Linked DNA regions of Clupea harengus: region 1 is linked to region 2. The links are chromatin contacts, called in public Hi-C maps. All regions are on one chromosome and are shown on one strand. The core of a region is the stretch at or near the end of the contact, and the rest is flanking DNA. Distances in the headings are between cores, read along the strand shown. Region 1 holds the start of mctp2a (multiple C2 and transmembrane domain-containing protein 2). Region 2 holds the start of ttc23 (tetratricopeptide repeat protein 23).

The links. A called contact is a pair of places that touch in the nucleus more often than the background predicts.
Region 1: a Hi-C map of muscle shows a contact between it and region 2, with 5 times the contacts expected there. The contact joins the promoter of mctp2a here to the promoter of ttc23 in region 2. A contact is called at or near these places in 2 of 2 Hi-C or Micro-C datasets (head and muscle).

The regions. Positions count from the first base shown.
Region 1 is chr3:6,900,286-6,905,752 of Ch_v2.0.2, reverse strand. It overlaps mctp2a (multiple C2 and transmembrane domain-containing protein 2), which reads right to left and starts at 3,786. Exons shown (of 24, transcript XM_031564419.2): 1 at 3,057-3,786; 2 at 49-947. The coding sequence starts at 882. mef2aa (myocyte enhancer factor 2aa) reads right to left here. Exons shown (of 12, transcript XM_031564421.2): 12 at 3,883-5,467.
Region 2 is chr3:6,763,589-6,768,813 of Ch_v2.0.2, reverse strand. It overlaps ttc23 (tetratricopeptide repeat protein 23), which reads left to right and starts at 1,539. Exons shown (of 11, transcript XM_031564414.1): 1 at 1,539-1,769; 2 at 1,949-2,108; 3 at 2,300-2,423; 4 at 2,982-3,138; 5 at 3,467-3,592. The coding sequence starts at 1,714.

The DNA of each region.
Region 1 (5,467 bases), core at 2,537-5,036, 130 kb before region 2:
CAGTCCAAACTATCTAGCAGTGACCACTACAGTCAGTGAAGTACTCACATTGGGTACATCCTCTGCAGACCCTATGATGAACATCTCTCTGGACATGGGCGTCATTGGTTCCATCATGGCCATAAGGTCGTTATCCATATCCATTTGCTCCTCCGAGGGTGAGCTGTTGCCCGACTCTGTGGTACTCGCGCAGGACATCTCTGAGGGCAGAGAGAGTGAGTCTGGTGCGTTGACCTTCCTGGCCACTGGAGTTGTTTTCTTCTCTGAGGAAACGGATATGGCTTTTGGCGCGGCGGGTCTTTCTGCAGGAGCTGGCACTGGGTTAGCCTGGAAGAAGTGCCTCTCAGCAGGTACAGGTGGCCTTATGAGAGGAGCACTATGCACTCTGTATGGAGCTCCTCCCACCCTCTCAGTCTGACCACTCGCCTCCTCCACCAGAAACGGGGAAGTTCCCGCATGTGAGTCGACCTCCATCACTCTCTTTGGAGAGACACAGACGTCCGGGTCAGCCACTTTCTCCGTGGGAAAGCTGGCATGGGGCGGCGAGGCCAACCTGGTGTAGAAGGGGGTGTCGGGAATGGAGGAGTGCTCTGAAAACGTCGGGCTGGATGAGCCGCTCTCGGCCACGGATTGGCAATAAGGGCTGCTGGAACCAGCAAAGAACATGGAGTCATCGCACGGCGACTGGAGAATAGGGTGCTGGGACGAAAGCTGATGTGAGGCCGCAAATCGGAGGTCGGGCACGGAGATGCTCCGACGATACTTCAGATGCGTCTTCTTGTCCTTCCCGGGACCCTTCTTGCCCATCTTTATGTTGCTTAACTGGGCTTTGGTCTTGGCCCGAAAGTTGGACCACGCGGTCTTCTTCTTGATGGGCTCCATACTGATGGAGGGGATGGGATCTTGCTGAATGTGATGTGCAAGACTTTTCACATTGAAATCTGTACCTAAAACAGGATACAAATAAGGCAAAAACATATAATTAAAGACACAACAAAATTAGGTGTGGATCTATTACAATTATTATATACCCATTTAAAATAAGATTCACACTTTACTAAGCACAAACCTGTTTCTGTGGCCTGCCTACAACACGCAACATACCTAATGACCGGTTCTAGAGCTGTGCCTCACTGTACATCAACAGTCATCCAAGAAGGCAAGGAATGATGAAAATGAGGAAATGCTCTGAGGATATAAAATAGTTGGCCCTAATCTTATTGACAGGCAAGTCCGTCGCGCATGAGCTAAAGCTATTGTGTGGTATATGGGAGCATTGCACTGACTACCAATATTTGTCCATAAGATCTTGCACATGGTTAGGAAAACGATTTGACCAAGTTATTAAAATTAGCTTTAGTTCATGCACGGCCGACCGCTTTGCTTGTTGCCGGTAACCTGTCAATGAAGTTAGGGCCCAGTGTCAGAGTATACAAAAGGAATGTTCTCTTGCAAGATACAGGATCAGAAAAAGGGTATGGGGTGACATAATATCATTTAGCACTAAGTTTACATTTGGCAAGGAAGATAGCCTAAAGCCTCAGTTGAAAGTTTTTTTTTGTGAGAGTGAGGGTGAGGGACAGAGAGAGAGAGAGAGAGAGAGAGAGAGAGAGAGAGAGAGAGAGAGAGAGAGAGAAACTGTTCCTTCCATTGTATGATGAAAGGCTAGTCTTTTGTAAATAGCTGTGTCGCTGCTGTTATCTGTATGGTTTCACACATTTGGAGTTGACTGGGGGGGGGGGGGGGCTTGGGGGTGTTAGACAAATGCAAAGAAGCAAACTGGACACACCGGTCTTTGCCACAGGTTTTGTAACAAACATGACAGGAAATATTAATTTTGTACTAACCTAAATAAAGCCTCCAAATGTAACAGAGGCTTGAATTGTGTATACAATTATTATAGTTAATGAAGTACAGAGCAAATTTCTGCTTGGACAGATACTGTGCATACTATGTTTCCCGTTGTGTACTAGTCAAAGGGGACAAATGCAGTGCAAGCAACAAATAGTGCTGTTTATGTGCTATGTTGGTGAAATGTGGCAACAAAAAACAGGAACCATTTTTCTTTGGAAACAGACTGACTGACTGTAGACATGTGAAGTAAGTGAAAACTCAAAATGTGTTGCAGAATAATTTTCTATAGGCCCACAACATGTTGAGAGTACTCCCACTGCCTTTTTAAAATGTCCCTGAAGTAAATCATGCAATTTAAATGAGATTCACTGTCACTGTCAGTTGTGTTGTCTGTGATGTAGTTAAGCTAAACACAAATACCAGCACAGAAAAAGAATGGCCTTGCTTACTGAAAAATATTTAATAAATATTAACTTTAGAAATATGTATTTATTTGAACTGCATCTACGTTTGTGGTGACCTGATGACAAATTACCTATAATCTACACCAGTGTTCACTTTCTGCAAGGGTACCACTCTGGCATTTCGACCTAATTGACTCTCGTATCATATTAGTTCACATCATTTTGAAAAACTCCCCATGAAGCAGCATCTGTTTCTGATTTTGAAATAGATCAACCATATGTAATGTCCAGTGAATCTTCTGGGGCAGCTCTGAAGAGGTGGTGTAAAATTGCCCTCACTTCAACCGGAGCGACCGTATGTTAGTGGACCATCAGGAAATACCAGTGTAGTTAGCCATCTTCTCTCTAAGTAGAATCCAGACACTTGCTCACACATAATCCTAGATAAATCTCACACTGCCGAAGCACTTACTCTCACACTTCATTTTTGAAAAGTTGAATGTGTCGTTGTTGTACAAATTAACTTGTATCCTAACTGGAGATGTGCTTCAGAATTATAGATTTGTTATAAATCATCGGTTTCATGGCAACACGTAGTGTTATGAACTTTAGCAATGGTTACATGTGAAATACTCGTTGACCCAATTCTATTTGCCCTGTGAAATTATAGTTTGAATTGCATAGGCAGTGCCAATGTGTATCCTAACCTAATATCTAAGTATGTAGACTGAGTTGAACATGAGCAAGATACTTATAATTAATGAACACACAAAGAAATAGCCTTTTCGGTGAACTTACCTCCTTTTCTGTTAAATTAATTCCAAGATGTCCTCGGCGATAACCAATGTTGACTATCTCACCTGTTCTGATACATCTGGAGCATCTGTACTATGTGACTGCCTGTCGACTTCCTCGTGTGACAAGTTTCAGTCCACAGGTGATAGGGCGGGGTGAGAGTGCTACGGCCGTTTAATGGCCTAACAAGTACACTGAAGAGAACATTCTGGTTGTCGTAGGTTTCGATTTAATGATGAGACGACAGTATTCGTAAAGTAATATAATCTAATTGCTACCTTGACTGGAAGAGCAAATTATACTATTATTATATTATATTATATACAAATTATTATATTAATCACATAATCACAAAATTGTTTGTAATTTAACATCTTTGAGCAATGACTTGTAAGACCGTGATGATAGGTCGAAGAATATGATGGGTTATAGTGTGATCATAAGCTACACTTCAAGAAAATACCATTTTAACATCCTATGCGACAGACCAGCATACTTAGGAGACCAAGGTGGGCCAGATATCTCTAGCTCCATCTGCCGGACACTTTAATTATCATCCAGAATGTGGCACCTGACACTTTATTCAGTATTTTACTTCGAAATTTACTTCTTTATCATAGATACAACTCTGTAGTCTAATATTCATCGTCATATGTTACATTTTTATAGTCAAATGAATGTCTACACCTGGCAAAAAATGTGTCAGTGAGTTTTAGAGAAACAAATGTGATTATGTGTTTCACTGTATTTCACTAGGCTTACTGTATATGACAGAAGTAAACTTAAAAGCTGCAGCCTCACTCCAGCATGAAGGCACATAGAATTATCATTTGGGAGTACATTGATATTTTAATTGAGCTGACAGGTTCTGTTATTGGGGACTTCACATGTTGGACGTCACAAAGTCTTATCAGATTCAGAATTGCTCACTTCAGTTTGTACAGAATAAGCGAGAGGACCTATATTACACAGTAAAAGCCAATATCTTTACTTTAGTGAATGCAGAATACAAATTTGTACAACAATCTCTAGCATAATATCTTAGTCATTCGATAAAAAGTTCACTAGAATATTTATTGTATAGTGAAGATAAAACAACACATTCAAGGGAAATATAATGCAGATTAACTTAAAATTCTCTCTTGATTTTTTTTTTTCTGAAACATGTTGTTTCACTCATGGCAACAAAGTCCAGCTTGTGCCGCCAAACGGTTTGAGCAGACAAACCGCAAACAGCTTCTTGAAGTGAACTAGTAACTACAAACAATTACCAAATACATAGTTCTGTTTTAGAAAAGCCATTAAGCAAAGCAGTGTACTCTTGCACAGCAAAGTGAAGAAAGTCATCTACAAACAGTCCTTCATCCTCGTTTTTCCTCATATCCCTTCCTTTCACATTTAAACAGTTGTGTATGATATCTGACACAGCACACAGAGCGAAGGAGCATTGGGGTCTCTTTAGATTTGCTATGTATTTCCTGTGGTGTGGAGCATACTAGTCTGACAGCGCCAAAAAGCTTTTGTGGAACAATGATAAAATGAGGGCATCCTTAGACTGATTTTCCTGCCACATGTGATTAATTCTAATTCATGTCACCAGTTTCTTTGGAATAAGGCCATCCATTGACTGTGCATTTATGATGAAACTAGAGAAAGTCCCTGATCCCCAATTGAGAATTTTGTGCATAGTGAGTGTGTGAGTCACTGTGTGTGTGTGTGTGTAAGTGCGTGCGTGCGTGTGCGTGCGTGTGTGTGTGCTCATGCGTGTGTGTGTACGCGTGCGTGTGTGTGTGTGTATGTGTGTGAGGAACAACAGGAGCAAACTGCTGTGGTGATATGATATTAATAGTGCCATTAAGCCATACCATACGCTATGGCATTATTGCTTTAGTACATAAAAAGGCTTTGATTGTGTTGATCGGATTGATGAAGTCTCCAAAAATATTGACTCGATAAGTAAAAATTCATATGGCCTGACGTCTGAACATTTCCTTGGGGCAAATCTACAGCTACTGATTAAAAGGCTCACATCAATACAATTTAAATGCTGAGGTGACTATACAAATTGTTGCCATCTGTATGGTATATGATATGATATTTCTGCCAATGAAAAGATGTAAGCACTTAAGGGAAAGAGGTTAACAGTCATATTTTCCCACTGTTCAATGCCTGAGCATGTATACTACATACAGTTAAGGAAGAGAGAGACATAACTTCAGAAAAGCCAGGGCAGCCTATGGGCTTGTATTTTGTCTGAGGACTGCATAGATCAATATCAGCTAATGGCAAGCTGTCCGCACAGCTCACTGTTTAGTTTTGTTTGTGAGGACAGAGAAGGGAGGTATATACTATATCTGGCTATGGCATCACACACAGAAATAGATAGGAAATGTAAAGAGAGACTCCTTTTGTTT
Region 2 (5,225 bases), core at 290-2,789:
CTCTAAACAATCCATCATCCATCAGTAAATACGAATGAGTCTGTTAGAGGGTACATGCAGGCAACACAGTGGCAAAAAGAAGCTCAAATGGTACTTTACTGCCACCTATTGGTCCTCTGAATGCATAGAGAAAGTGACCTTCCTTCTCAGTGTCAATTGCTTATATGTGCATGGTCTTTTCAACAGCGCATTGTAAAATTAGCTAATGGAAAACAACTATTTATCTTTTCAAATGGAACTTTTTCAGCAAGTAGTAAGTGTATTATGAATATTGGTATAACTATATAGTGGACGGATAGCCATATTTATTCACCTTTCAAGTGATATGATACTGCGTTTCTGCGCTTATTATATTCTGCAGGTCCCTTCAAACTCGATTTATAAGCCTTCTATCGGTGAAAAACGGTGTGCAGTGATCCACCTCACTGAGCACTTTTTGCTATCTTGTGCCAACAACAATGAGTTGGAGGTGATAATTGACTGGAGCTTCACCAAGCGCGGCCACAGACAAGCCTCAGACATTGCAAAAGGCGGAATTTGGCCAATCCAGACGGAGAATTACGCCGGCCTTAGGAGTCTGGCAAGTGATGATGGATAGATATTCTTCTAACAAGATTTCCACTTGGCTGGAGAGGACTTTTATTAAATGTCTCAATTGGAAAATGATAGCCTCTTCCTGACGTGAGATAAATACACTGTGGTCGGTGTGTATTCATGCGCCTGGGCCAATTGAGTATAAACTCGTAAAATTCCCTCTAACCAGAGAGTAATGGTGTAATAAGTATTGCCATCCCCCTTCCTCCCTAATGCCCTTCGATGATTCCCTCTCAAATAAAGGGTTTATGAGCTGCTAAGTCCACTGAAAGGCAAGCAGTTTTATTCATCTTATTTATGGTTTAAATATGTGATTATCCAAGAAGCCTTTACATTACTTGAGGCTGTTAGTCTACGTCTGAGGGCTCGGAGGTAAATTAAAAAAGAGAAAATGACAGTGGGGGAGAGCAATCCTTAAATTGCATTTAACCAACACTACAGCTTCCAGCTACAGGGCAAATGTCGTCCGAATCCATTCCAGTCTCATCCACACACATACATACATACACACACACCCCTCAATACAAAACCAAGATTGTTATTATTAAATTCAGCAAATGTATACACCGCACATGTCCGTCACAGCCTACACTCTGACAGCAACCAGTTCATTTGTGTTTGCGTCATTTGTGTTGGTCTAACTATTACGCGAGTTGAAGAACTCTGACTCACTGACTGACGAACACCTGATCTCAAAAGCCCCAGCTGGAATGTCTGTTGAATGGTTTAAACCGTAAATTGCATAGGCCTATCACGATAAGCCTACTAGGCTACTTGTCATGGCGCCTTCAACGTCTCTGGAGGGTATGGTTCTTGAACAAGCCCCACAGTTATGTGCAGTGGTCATGTGACCTGGTCAGATGGAGGTAGAACACCAATCGCAATCTTTGTTGACATCTTCTGATGTTGGTTACAGTTGCAGGAAAGTGCACACACTTCACTATCAACCAGAACGACTACAACTCTCTGCGGACATAAAATGCCTGAAATGCCATACCGTGTGGAATTTTTAGTACGGCACTATACTGGGGATATTCTTTATCTTTGATAATAATTAAATCCAGACCGAAAAAGCGTCAGTTCAAATAACCACTTAGACTTCGTTTCTTTTTTGTATCAATGAACGAGCGTCTATTAAATTCAATAGCTGGCCGTTGGAGTGGAAGAATAAAATCGTACGTAATCCCATTGTGTTTCTTGCCAAATCTTCTCCTTTATGTCAGTGCATGTCACACTCAGACAAGTACTTTCTACTTTAAAATAGTTTTACATTAGAAGACAGGTATTCTCCTAACTCATTTAGCTTTTCATTAGACAACTAGATAACAATTCTTGATTGTGGATTGTCCGGCAGCATTGGCAGCAGTAGCGGGAGCTCTGGAGAATCTCTGCGGGGTGAAGGAGGGCTGTGTCTCTCACAGAGGTCAGGCAAAATGGTTTCTTCAGAGATGACCACAGAGCAGAAGTTAGCACAGTGCACCAGACGAGTACAAGACCTCGCTGACAGCGAGCAGGTAGGACAGAGTTGTAAACGTACTTGTTTAGAACGATTTTTTTTTATTTTTTACTTCTGTTGAAATTGTATTATACAACTTACAGCATAATGTGTTTCTGACTACCTTTTTTTCTTTTTACAGTCATTACTCACTGATCAGTGCCGCTCATGTTGAATGTGTCATTGTGTGCCCTTTCTCCCTCTTCTCAGTTTGATGCTTGCATCCAAGAGACAGTGCGGCTTGTGGCCCTCAGTCGACTAGTGTATGGAGACGGACACTTTACAATAGCTCAGGCCTATGCCAGACTAGCCAAAGCATACCTAAAGTTCAAAGGTGATACTCCCCCTTCTTTTTTGATTACCTTACAAATGTAATGATTATGAAAAACAACAAACGAACTTCGTTTTGTGTTGTAAAACTACTTTTACTACTTGTTAGCATGTAGTACCTCATCAAATAAAAAAAATATGAAAAAATCCCTCTTTTCCTTAAAGAGAAATAAGGAGAAATAATCAAAAATGCTCCAAATCCCTACAAAGTAATCTCACACTTCCACTCATATTTAAAAAATCACACAATATGCTTTACAGCAAACGATCACATAATGTATCAGTTAACATGAACAAGATACTGACTTTGGCGATGTAAGACCATGGATGCACATGCCATTGTAGACTCACTTTTAGTCTTTGGGAACTTTAGCGCTAATAGCAGACTATATGGTCTTGGTTTACATATGGTACAGAGTTGCCTTGTTAATGTGGTATTTTACATAGCAGCCAGTATTCTATGCAAATATATATTTTTAAAATTGCTCAAAAACCTCACACAGCATGCATGTGACAGCAGGCTGTAATGTTTTGTGTTTTGTGTCTTGTGTCGGTTCCCCAGGATGGGCGCCTCAGGCCCATGAGCACGCCTCCAGAGCTCACTCCCTCCTGCCCCTCTCCTTCCCCCCTTCCACCCCCCAGGAGGAGCTGGTTGCCAGGCTAAGCTGCATACTCAGTATCTACCAGACCCAGGGAGGAGCAGCCCTGCTCCTGGGAAAATATCCTTTGGAGTCTTTGGAGCAGAACACTGGAGACTAGAAGCTGCAGTAGTAGTGTAATGGCTAATTTGACAGATTAGTCTAGAAGTCTAGACATTGTTGTATTTCCCCAAAGTATAATGATTTTATATGAATGTTCTTGTATGCAATAATCAAAGTGAGCTGAAAGAATACACAAAGACTGTGTTTTTACCTTACTGAAAGTTTATACTCATTCTCAATATTCGAAGAAATAGATTTCTGGCCACTTTAAATGAACAGTAGCCTCTAGGAAGAATTGAAGGTGTTTCGTGAGATCAAAACAGGAAAAGCCCTTGACTGTATATACCCCTGTAGAAGCCGAGTCCTTTTTCATGAAGGCAGAGGGAATCTTGGGAGACCTACGGGAGCTGGGAGGGGTCAGTCCAGAGGAACGCACTGAAACTGAGTTTGAAATTTCCACAAACTTATCAAGGTACCTCAATACAGACATGCCTAAGGTTTATCAAGAACAAATCCACAATTACAATCACACGCATGTGTGTGTGTGTCTGTGTGTGTGTGAGATTTAATTTTGCTGAGTCACGATGCTGAGTCACGAAGGTTGACATTCTTCTAACATTGACTCCTACTTTTAAATCAAACGAGCGAGGGACCTTCTTGCACTGGTTACTTGATGCCTCACCGTGTATCACATGCTTTGCTCTATTTATTTCTTCTGATCACAGCCGTATCGTGTTCAGGTTCAGCCCCAAATATGTTGGCACGTGGTCAAGGATATGTTGCAATATATACTCGCTGATTAAGACAGCGTTGGCCATTTTATTCAGCATTATGCCGCATCTTTATTCAACTCTGATGCTAAATGGAGACACATGGTGCTGGCAGCAGTCCAGTATGCAGCTAATTGCTCAAAGATCCCTCAAGTCTCAAAACTTTTCCATTGTAAACAGAGAAAGAGCACCTTTTAGCCTCAAGGGGGCGCCCTAGACTCAGAAATACATTGATTTTGCACAGAGCACATCCAGACTGGAAGGAGGTGGGTGTGGTGTATCAGGGACTCGTTGACCCCTTTCATTTCTCTTTATGTTAAGTACATCAGCACAGACACAAAATGGCTCCTGTTAATTATCCTTACATGTTAAAGGCCCTTATGGTGTGTGGTGGTGCATACATTGAGGTCATTCTGTAGAGATGAGAGGAATCGGGCTGCCCTCTCACTGCTCTTGGGGGCAGTGCTGTAGGGGCAGAATGGGGGCTGGGTGGGGTGAGGGCAGATGTGCGCAGCTGCAGAGGAGCGGCTGTGGGAGGGGTCTCTGCCCGCCTCCTTCGCTCATGCTCAGTGAAGGAGAAACGCTCCAGCAACCCTTTCCTTCCTCACACAATCATACATGAAAGCACACACACTCACACACACACACACACACACACACACACACACACACACACACACACACACACATTTAAATTATTTATTTGAATCCACCAATCATATTCTGTACAGAAAGGATTCAAACATTTCTCAGAGGTTGAATACAGCTTAGTGACTCATGGGTACAAGAAACATCTCCTACGCCAAACAGCAAGACTACCTATAACAGCTGATACAGAGCAGAACTTTGCTAGTTGTTTTGATTGTCTCTTACTAAGTCCTGCCAGTCGTAGCCCACTGACCGAAAGCTTATGGACATGCCCCAGGCTTCCAAATATCAATACTACCATCTTACATGTATAGCCTAGGTCTCTCATCTTAGCAACAATGGGCTGGTATTTGGTCAACTTGTCAAGGAAGGCTATGTCCATATAGAGGTCATAAACACAGGCTACCTCAAGGACTACTACCTCCCTTTTAACCTTGTCCAAGAAAACAACATCAGGGGTGTTAGGGATGTTGCAGAACACATCATCAGAGCTGTTAAACCAATCTGGCATTATACGGGAGTGTTTGTACATTGACACATTGGGGGGGAATACTCCCTTAACAGTATTAGAAATGAGGTCGACAATGCGGTCATGGCGTGCAGTATAAAGCACTTTGTACTTATTGCAGCCATTAACAATATGAGCAATGGATTCTAAATATTGGTTGGGATTAGAGTGCATTATAC